2 separate regions of the Mus musculus genome follow, and region 1 is linked to region 2. A link is a contact called in public Hi-C data. All regions are on one chromosome and are shown on one strand. Each heading gives the region's core, a stretch centred on a gene start, on an enhancer-like site or on the middle of the called end of the contact. The rest is flanking DNA. Distances are from core to core; before and after follow the strand shown.

What was found. Hi-C and Micro-C count contacts between places; a contact is called where the count stands out from the background.
Region 1: a Hi-C map of Sertoli cells shows a contact between it and region 2, with 3 times the contacts expected there. The contact joins the promoter of Tspyl1 here to the enhancer-like site in region 2. A contact is called at or near these places in 9 of 39 promoter capture datasets (the C10 cell line, the HPC-7 cell line, cranial neural crest and 6 more), 1 of 15 datasets of contacts at CTCF or cohesin (CD8 T cells), 2 of 484 Hi-C or Micro-C datasets (Sertoli cells and bone marrow-derived macrophages), 18 of 115 datasets of contacts at active chromatin or transcription factors (the 230-238 cell line, the SCID.adh cell line, T-cell acute lymphoblastic leukemia and 11 more) and 2 of 9 other capture datasets (adipose tissue and liver).

Annotation. Positions count from the first base shown.
Region 1 is chr10:34,279,612-34,284,017 of GRCm38.p6, reverse strand. It overlaps Tspyl1 (testis-specific protein, Y-encoded-like 1), which reads right to left and starts at 1,828. Exons shown (of 1, transcript NM_009433.3): 1 at 1-1,828. The coding sequence starts at 1,737. The coding sequence ends at 598. All of the region lies in intron 1 of Gm26564 (a long non-coding RNA gene), which reads left to right.
Region 2 is chr10:34,070,279-34,074,750 of GRCm38.p6, reverse strand. All of the region lies in intron 4 of Trappc3l (trafficking protein particle complex 3 like), which reads right to left. Among named protein-coding and RNA genes, the nearest start is that of Calhm5, 24 kb to the left of the region's middle. Within about 2 kb of position 2,915, at least 55 of the 459 cell types and tissues checked have an H3K27ac peak or open chromatin away from gene starts, as enhancers often do. A contact at or near this core is called in Sertoli cells, where this site is marked.

The DNA.
Region 1 (4,406 bases), core at 579-3,078, 210 kb before region 2:
GAAATGCTAAGTATAAATGACTCCTGGCCTTACAGATGTTTCTGAACTACTTTTCTTTAAAATAGCAGGAGAAAGGTGGGAGAGTGAGGGTGAGGAGCACTGGCAAACACAATGGAGTGTGATATAACCTAGAAAGTGGTGCCAAAAAAAAAAAAAAAAAAAATCACACAGACAGTGGCCCACTCCTTCAATGTTTAGGCTCAGCAACTGTCCAAAAACTCTGTGTCCACGTTGCCACATGATGAACAGATAAATAGAAGGGCCCCCAGTTAAAGCAAGACATCTAGGTGGCAGTAAACAGGTAAGACTGAAAACAATAGGGTCCAAACAGTGTAAAGGCAGTGTAACATACAGTTTCATTGTTGAGCTTAGAAAGGGTATAAGCCAGGGCCGTGAACCAGCAGATACTAATTCAGAACAGCATGAAGGCCATGGGAAAGCAGAAGCATGTCCAGTCTTAATCTCGAGGTGGAGACTATCCAGATAGAAGATGCAGAAAAGTCAGGAGGAAAGAAATCAAAACACTGCATACCCGTTGCATTTGCTCAAGCACAGGTGAGAAGGGACCAGTTCCGGCCGCATTTTCAAATGCAAAGATTAACCTGACTGGAAGCCAAAAGGCCTGGGAATCTCCACTGGCTCCCTTATTGGGCGACGTCGGGGTCTACGGATTCCTTCACGACACAGGTAGTATTGCAGTGGGTTTGGCCACAGATCCTCTTTGATAATCTCAGCGATTCTGTCAGATTCTGGAAGGCTGTGGTCCGAGAACCAGGTGAAGAAGCTGCAAATGAGATCTTGGTTTCTGCGAATGAAGGACTGGGGCTCATGCCCTCTCCGCCAAATGATTGGAGTGGAAAGAGACACCACTCGACCAGATGATCTCACTTCATATTCCTTGACAATCAGCTTGTTTCTGAAGTAGGGGTTTCTTCGAAAAAAGAACTTGAATTTGCAGCCAGTCTTAGGGTGTCTCAGTTCCTTCACCTCCAGACTGGTTACGTACCTTAACATCTCTGCATCCCGACCCCTAATCATGGCGGACAACTGAGGGTGGTTCCGGAAGGCAGTCATCCAGAAGCCTGGGATATTCTGAATGATGTAGTTCCTCCGTTCCAGGTAGTGTCGTCGCATTCGCCCAAACTTCTGCTCCAGATGTTGGAAGGCCCTGTCGGCCTGAGCATTCACAGTGTCCAGTTCCAGCTGGATGGCCTCCAGCGGGTTCCTGCGAAGATCTATGCCCAGGTGCCAGGGCCCTGCCTCCTCCGGCGCCTCCCTCACTCCTCCACTCGCCTCCAGCATCTCCATTTCTTCGCCCGCGGGCTTCTGCTCCACCTCCATCACCTCCTCGCTCCCTGGCGTGGCCACTTCTGACTTTTCCGCTGCAGCCGCGACGGTGCCCGGTTCCGTCTTCACGTCACGGGCCTGGGACTCCGCTCCCCGAGTTTCTTGGGCCTTCTCCACATATTTCGGTGTCACGAACACCGCTGCCGCGGGGCCCCGAACGGAAGGAGGTGACTCTCCCTGCCTAGCTGCGGCCACCCGAATCTGGGGGACAAGGCCCTCGACATCTCGGGGCGCGGGGCTCCCCACGATCCCTGCGCGGCCCTCACCTGTCACCGCCTTCTCCTCGCCGAGCAGCGGTCGCCGGTCTGGGGTCCCCGAGACAGTGTCAGCATCGCAGTGGCCGCGGCTGTCGGGGACAGGGGTCCCCTCGTCCCGCTCCGGGCTGCTCATGTCGGGTCTAGTCGCGCAGACCTCCGCCTACAAACAACAACCCTCACGGTCCCCCGCAACCCCAGCTCCGCCCCTCGCTCTCTCCAGCGCAGTGACGCCAGAGCCACAGCCCGCAAGTCTCGCGAGAACCTGCAGCGCACCTGATTGGTTCTTCAGCTCGTGACTTCCGTATTTGTTTGGCTTCTGTAAATGTAGCGGATAGCGGTTGTCACGTTTGTTTCCGTAAAGGGATGTCAATCATCCTAGGAGACTGAAGACAGTGGCGGGGCTTCTGGACCTGGCTTCTGGACCCTTCGCCCGCATCCGGGCTGCAGCCGTGTGTGTGTCTGTGTCTGCAAACAAGTTCATCCCCTTTCCACTTATGTGGAACGGTAAAAACACCTCCTGGTATTAGACAAAGCTAGGAGCCAAATGTTTGTATTAACCAAGGTGAATGCCACGGTTCCCCACCACCACCACCACCACCACCACCACCACCACCACCACCACAGAACTGAAAAAAATAATGAAGTCTAGCTTGGTGTGATGGCCCTTGTCTGTCGCCTCAGTGCTCTGGTGCTGAGGAGGATCGTTGACTTGGAGGCTAACCTGGGCTGCATACACGTTGGCTCAAAATAATAATAAAAACTCAGTTCTATTCTAAGCTCTGACGTTACTGGGGAACAAAGATCTGTGGGTTTGCTTTGGGAATTATTCTTTTTGGAAAAGATTTTGTGGTCATCATTAATGATTGTTTTTACTGGTGTGTCTTGCACCGTGGCATCGAATAGTTTGCATAACAATCCTCTGATGTATTAAGATATCCATTTTATTGAGACAAGGAGAGACTGGGTCTCTTACCAGAATAACATAGAAAATGACAGAGCGATGATTTGAGCCCTGGACATTTGATTCCCGGGTTCTCTGAACGGGATGTGACGTCACTTTAGGACATAGGCATAAATGCATAGTCTATATCAAGTTGATACATATTTTCTCCCACCTCCTTTCCGCATCCATAAATAGATTAATATTTAAGAACACATTCATTTCCTTTCTGTTTTGAGAAAAAGAAGGTAGTTATTCGTGGTCCTCAAATTCAAATTTACCAGAAAAATGTCACCTTCTGTATAACAAATATTTCCAAAACACCATTTAACGTTTTTCGATAAAGTTCATAGACAATATAACCCATCTACACACATAAATAGAAAATTTAACAATTTTACTATAAAGCTTACTGTAGTGGTGGCGATTTTAGTATAGCAAAGGGGTCACCGACTTAGGTTATTATAAGAACTATATGACGTGGCATTTATCACAGTGGTAAACGCACCAATAAGAATGGCGTGGTTAGAAAATTACACATCTCATAAAAGTAACTGCGGATGGAGAGTGACACAGATGCCTATGTCAGGTCTTCTGAAACTGTAATCCAATTTTGGTGAAGTTCTGGTAAATAATGTCTCCTCCTCTCTCCCTTGCACTGTTTCTTCCACACAGAGAAAGGAATTTCCACGGTTAAATTCTTGCTAGGCGTGTTATTTCCAACGACTGTCACTAGAGGGAGCGACTTCTCCTTTAGAAAATGATGCTACACCTATGACAGAATGGATTCTTGTAAATGAAATTGAGCCACAGTCTTTTACTGAGACTAAACTATGAATGTTAGACGATGCATCTTAGACATGATTCATTTTATTATTATTTTCCACTAACTATCATATAGAAGTGTCCACTTGGTTTTGTTTAGTCTGACAAGGTCCCCATTTGTCTTCAACTTGATTCAAGTTCTAGCTTTGGTTTGTTTGACCTGGACAAGTCACCCCTCTAGGCAGGCAAAGGTGCTTGCTGCGTAGCCTAAAGATAAGTTTAATCCCCAAGACCGGACCAATGGGGAAGAAAGAAAAAATGACTCCTGCAAGTTTTCCTTTGTTCACCACAAGGATCCCCCATGGCACACAAACACACACACACAACCAATCAATGAATTAATTTGATTTGTTTTGATTTTTGTCTTTGTTTTTCAAGACGGTTTCTATGTGTAGCCTTGGCTGTCCTGGAACTCTATCTGGTGCTTACGCCTCCAGAGTGCTGGGATTAAAGGCATGTGCCACCACTGCCCCACAATTTCAAATAATTGTTAATACTTAAAATGGAAACTATCATTTATATTTTAGAACTCTAATATGAAGATGACACAAGATGTATAAAGTATAAAATGATATATAAAGTAGGTAGCATTGTAAGCTTTCAATTAGCAGAACATAGTAATATTATTTACATTCTATGCTGAAGCTTACATGTATTTTAATTAAGTTTTTGTGCACTAACTTAATGATTTCAGGTAGAGCATTAATGCATTCATTCAGATAAGGATATTGAATGTATGTGTTATGGAGGAAATGAGCTTGACTTGGTTCCTGCTTTGGATAAGGACTGACTGACCAAGCCAGCTCAATCAGTCAACAGGTTCTCCAGGGCAGCAGAGAAGATTAAAAAGAAAAAAGACAATTAGACAACACTGTAGCATGACCCAGCCAGTTCTGAGGCTGAGGCAGGTTTATTTTTTTCCAAATCTGCTTTTATATCATTTTAATTACATGTAAGTAATAAGTCAGATCTAGGTGAAGGAACAAGCAAGACAATAAGTACAAATAGTCAAGGAACAAGCAAAGCAATAAACAAAG
Region 2 (4,472 bases), core at 1,666-4,165:
CCCTTTGCCCTCCCCTTCTCCCCAACCCACCCACACCCACATCCTGGCCTTGGCATTCCCCTATACTGGGGCATAGAAGCTTCACAAAACCAAGGGCCTCTCCTCCCATTGATGGCCAACTAGGCCATTATCTGCTACCTATGTAACTAGAGACACGAGCTCTGGGGGTACTGGTTAGTTCATATTGTTATTCCTCCTATAGGGCTGCAGACCCCTTCAGCTCCTTGGGTACTTTCTCTAGCTCCTTCACTGGGGACCCTGTGTTTCATTCAATAGATGACTGTGAGCATCGACTTCTGTATTTGCCAGGCACTGGCATAGCCTCACAGGAGACAGCTATATCAGGGTCCTGTCAGCAAAATCTTGTTGGTATATGTCTGGGTTTGGTTGTTTATGGGATGGATCCCTGGGTGGGGCAAACTCTGGATGGTCCTTCCTTCAGTCTCAGCTCTGAACTTTGCCTCTGTAACCCCTTCCATGGGTATTTTGTTCCCCCTTCTAAGAAGGAACGAAGTATCCACACTTTGGTCTTCCTTCTTCTTGAGTTTTGCAAATTGTATCTTGAGTATTCTAAGTTTCTGGGCTAGTACTTAGAATACACATTTTCATTACAGTCTCAGAATGATTAAAATAGGAAAAACTTTTAAATCTATATTTTAAAGAAGCAGTTATTTGTAAAAGTAAAACAAAACAAAACAACAACAAACTAACAAACAAAAAGCAGCAGTAAAAAGACAAGAAATGCATGGAGGAGGTTATGCCAAGGAGGCTTCTGTCATAGGTGACTGATAGTATCATATGAGTCTCAGTTACACACCGAATCCATTTGGCTCTTTCATAACAGTTCTACAAGGGTCTTGTAAGAAACACATAAATAATAGATGAGAGTTATTTTGAACTTTTATGAGGAAAACATATTTGTTATTGAAGTTTTTCAGTGCCATACAATGGTAATTCTGACATATTGGAAAGGACAGCTGTCTTGTGGTCTATACAGTAGAGTGGCTGTAAGGTTCCCATAAATACCAAGGCTTGTGGATACTCAGGTCACTTTACAAAAGATCAAACCTACCCACAACCTCCTAGATTACTTAAAATCATCTCTAGGTCATGTGTAATGCCTAATACAATATAAGTGATACATGAATATCTATTACCTTGTGTTATTTGGGAAATACTAATGAGGGAAGAAAGGTACATCTCTAGTGCAGACAAAATTTGTTTTTCATGATTTTTGATCAGTGGCTTGTTAAACCAACAGATGTGATAGCCGTATTATCCTAATTAGGATTCTAATGCTGTTATAAAACAACACATCCATAGTACTACCGGAGGATCCCGCAATACCTCTCCTGGGCATATATCCAGAAGATGTCCCAACCGGTAAGAAGAACACATGCTCCACTATGTTCATAGCAGCCTTATTTATAATAGCCAGAAGCTGGAAAGAACCCAGATGCCCCTCAACAGAGGAATGGATACAGAAAATGTGGTACATTTACACAATGGAATACTACTCAGCTATTAAAAAATGAATTTATGAAATTCCTAGGCAAATGGATGGACCTGGAGGGTATCATCCTGAGTGAGGTAACCCAATCACAAAGGAACTCACACAATATGTACTCACTGATAAGTGGATATTAGCCCAGAAACTTAGGACACCCAAGATATAAGATACAACTTGCCAAACGCATGAAATTCAAGAAGAACAGTCAGCTATTGGATGGGTCACACGGCCCCGGCCCCTTATGGAGGAGCTAGAGAAATTACCCAAGGAGCTAAAGGGAACTGCAACCCTATAGGTGGAACAACAATATGAACTAACCAGTACCCAGGAGCTCTTGTCTTTAGCTGCATATGTATCAAAAGATGGCCTAGTCGGTCATCACTGCAAAGAGAGGCCCATTGGACTTGCAAACTTTATATGCCCCAGTACAGGGGAACACCAGGGCCAAAAAGGGGGAGTGGGTGGGTAGGGGATTGGGGGTGGGTGGGTATGGGGGACCTTTGGGATAGCATTGAAAATGTAAACGAGGAAAATACCTAATTAAAAAAAAACACATCCAAAAGCAACTTGGAGAGGGAAGAGTTTATTTGACATATACTTCCATCTCACAGTCCATCATCAAAGGAAGTCAGGTCAAACCTGCAGGCAAGAACTATGAGCAGAGAGAAACCTGAAGAAACACAGTTTACTGGCTTGCTCCTCATGGCTTGCTCAACATACTTTTTATACCCTTACCATCTGCCCAAAGATATGGCAGCCCACTATGGACTGGGCCCTTCTGCATCAATTGTTAATCAAAAGAATGCCCACAGACTTACCTACAGTCAATATCTTGGAGGCATTTTCTCATTGTAGGTTCTTCTTCCCAGATAACTCCAGCTCAGTGGTTGTCAACCTTTCTAGTGCTGCAACCCCTTGATACAGTTCCTCATGTTGAGGTAAGATTATTTCTGTTGCTACTTCATAACTGTTATTATGCTATTGTATAAATCAAAATGTAACTATCTGGTATGTAGATGGTCTTAGGCGATCCATGTGGAAGGATCTTTCAACCTCCCAAAGGAGTCTAGACTCACAAGTTAAGAACTGCTGCACTACCTTGTGTCAAATTGACAAAAAAAAAAAAAAAAAAAGCCACCAAGATATGTTTGGAAGCCTGACTGTGCATCTTAGGTAATATTTGTAGCTGTCCTTGAATACAAATACAAAAGTTAAGCTTGTAGATGATAAAGTCACATTTTAAAGCTGAATCTGTTTTAATGTTGCAGAAAATTAAACCCAGATTTAGGCTAAAAAATAAAAAGATAAATAAAAAAAAATTGAAAAGTGGAAAATGTCCTCCTCTCCCGTGAGACTTTTCTTCGGGCCACTAGATGGCAAAATTTTAGATCTTACACACACACTGAAAGGAGGGTCTGATGCCTAGCAATGGAATGACCTTCCTGCTGGAAGGCATAAAGAGAAAATAAGAGAGAGAATTCTGTTAACCCTTGAAACTTCCCACCCCTCAACTCTGAAAGGCAGAAAAGTACAAAGTGGACATCAAATTCAAGAGAGCTCTGTTTTCACCCAACCTTCTACTTCATCCAGAGGAATCACTTTCCTGTCTAGACATACATTTCTCTGTCTAGTAATTTGTTTGAAATTTATCCTTTCTCTCTCTTTCTCGGAAAGCAGGACAGCTACTGTGGGCTGTGGATATTCTGCATTTCAGAAGTAAGGCAGAGGGCTGCACACAGTGCTTGGTTTGAAAGATCAGCTAAACAAAACACAGCCATGGCTTCCTTTCCGGCCTCTCCTATGCTCTCCGAGAGTAAACTATGACTAAACCCATCTGAATTTGTCCTAGTTATCTAAAACTTACTCAGCCACATTTACTGCCTGTTTCCTCTGAAGAGAGTTTAAAGGGTTAATGAGATAATGCTGCCAAAGGCCAGGTCTTTTTAATGAAAGCTGCTAATTATAAGGAAAGCATACGTGGGCGTGCACATAGCTAAAGCCTGACCTTGCATCTGTGTCAAAATGCTCCTGAAGCAGATGACATCATCACTCTCGGTGAGAGCAATGTTTTTAAGAAGTGAAAATGATTAAGAGGTGAAAACCAGGCTTTAGAAGGAAAAGGTTTCCAGGAGACAGCTGCTCTGTTTGTGAGAATGGGAAAATGTTCTTTTTATTGCCAAGAAGAAGTTGACAGGGTGGAAATGCAACCTCACTGAGGACAGAGGAATTTACACATAATGAGATGGCTAACGTGACATGAAATGTTTAGAAAGGAGAGTGATGAAAAGCTGCTGGGGCCTGGCAAACACAGAAGTGGATGCTCACACTCAGCTATTGGATGGAACACAGGGCCCCCAATGGAGGAGCTAGAGAAGGTACCCAAGGAGCTAAAGGGGTCTGCAACCTTATAGGTGGAACAACAATATGAACTAACCAGTACCTCCGGAGTTCGTGTCTCTAGCTGCATATGTATCAGAAGATGGCCTAGTCGGCCATCATTGGGAAGAGAGGCCCCTTGGTCTTGCAAACTTTATATGCCTCAGTACGGGGGGAACGCCAGGGCCAAGAAGTGGGAGTGGGTGGGTAGGGGAGTGGGGGTGGGGTCTGGGGGACTTTTGAGATAGCATTTGAAATGTAAATGAAGAAAATACCTAATTTTAAAAAAAGCAGCTGTCCTGCATGTTTTTAATTTTAACTTTGACTGTCTTGTGTCTAGCCTGTCGAATATTACGCAGTTTGGTGGCTGCCATCTGTAGAAGACACTTTATTGCTGTTAAAGATAGAACATGCTCTCTTAGCGGGGGCCACAGTGTAGGGACCTTTTTTCTCTTTGGCTGAGATATTAATCTTTTTCTCTGTGTTTGTTTGCTTGCTTTTTCTTTTTGTTTTTTGTTTGTTCTCTTTCTTTTCCTTCTTTCCTTCCTTCTCTTCCCTGTCTTCCCTCTGTATCCCTTCCTTCTTT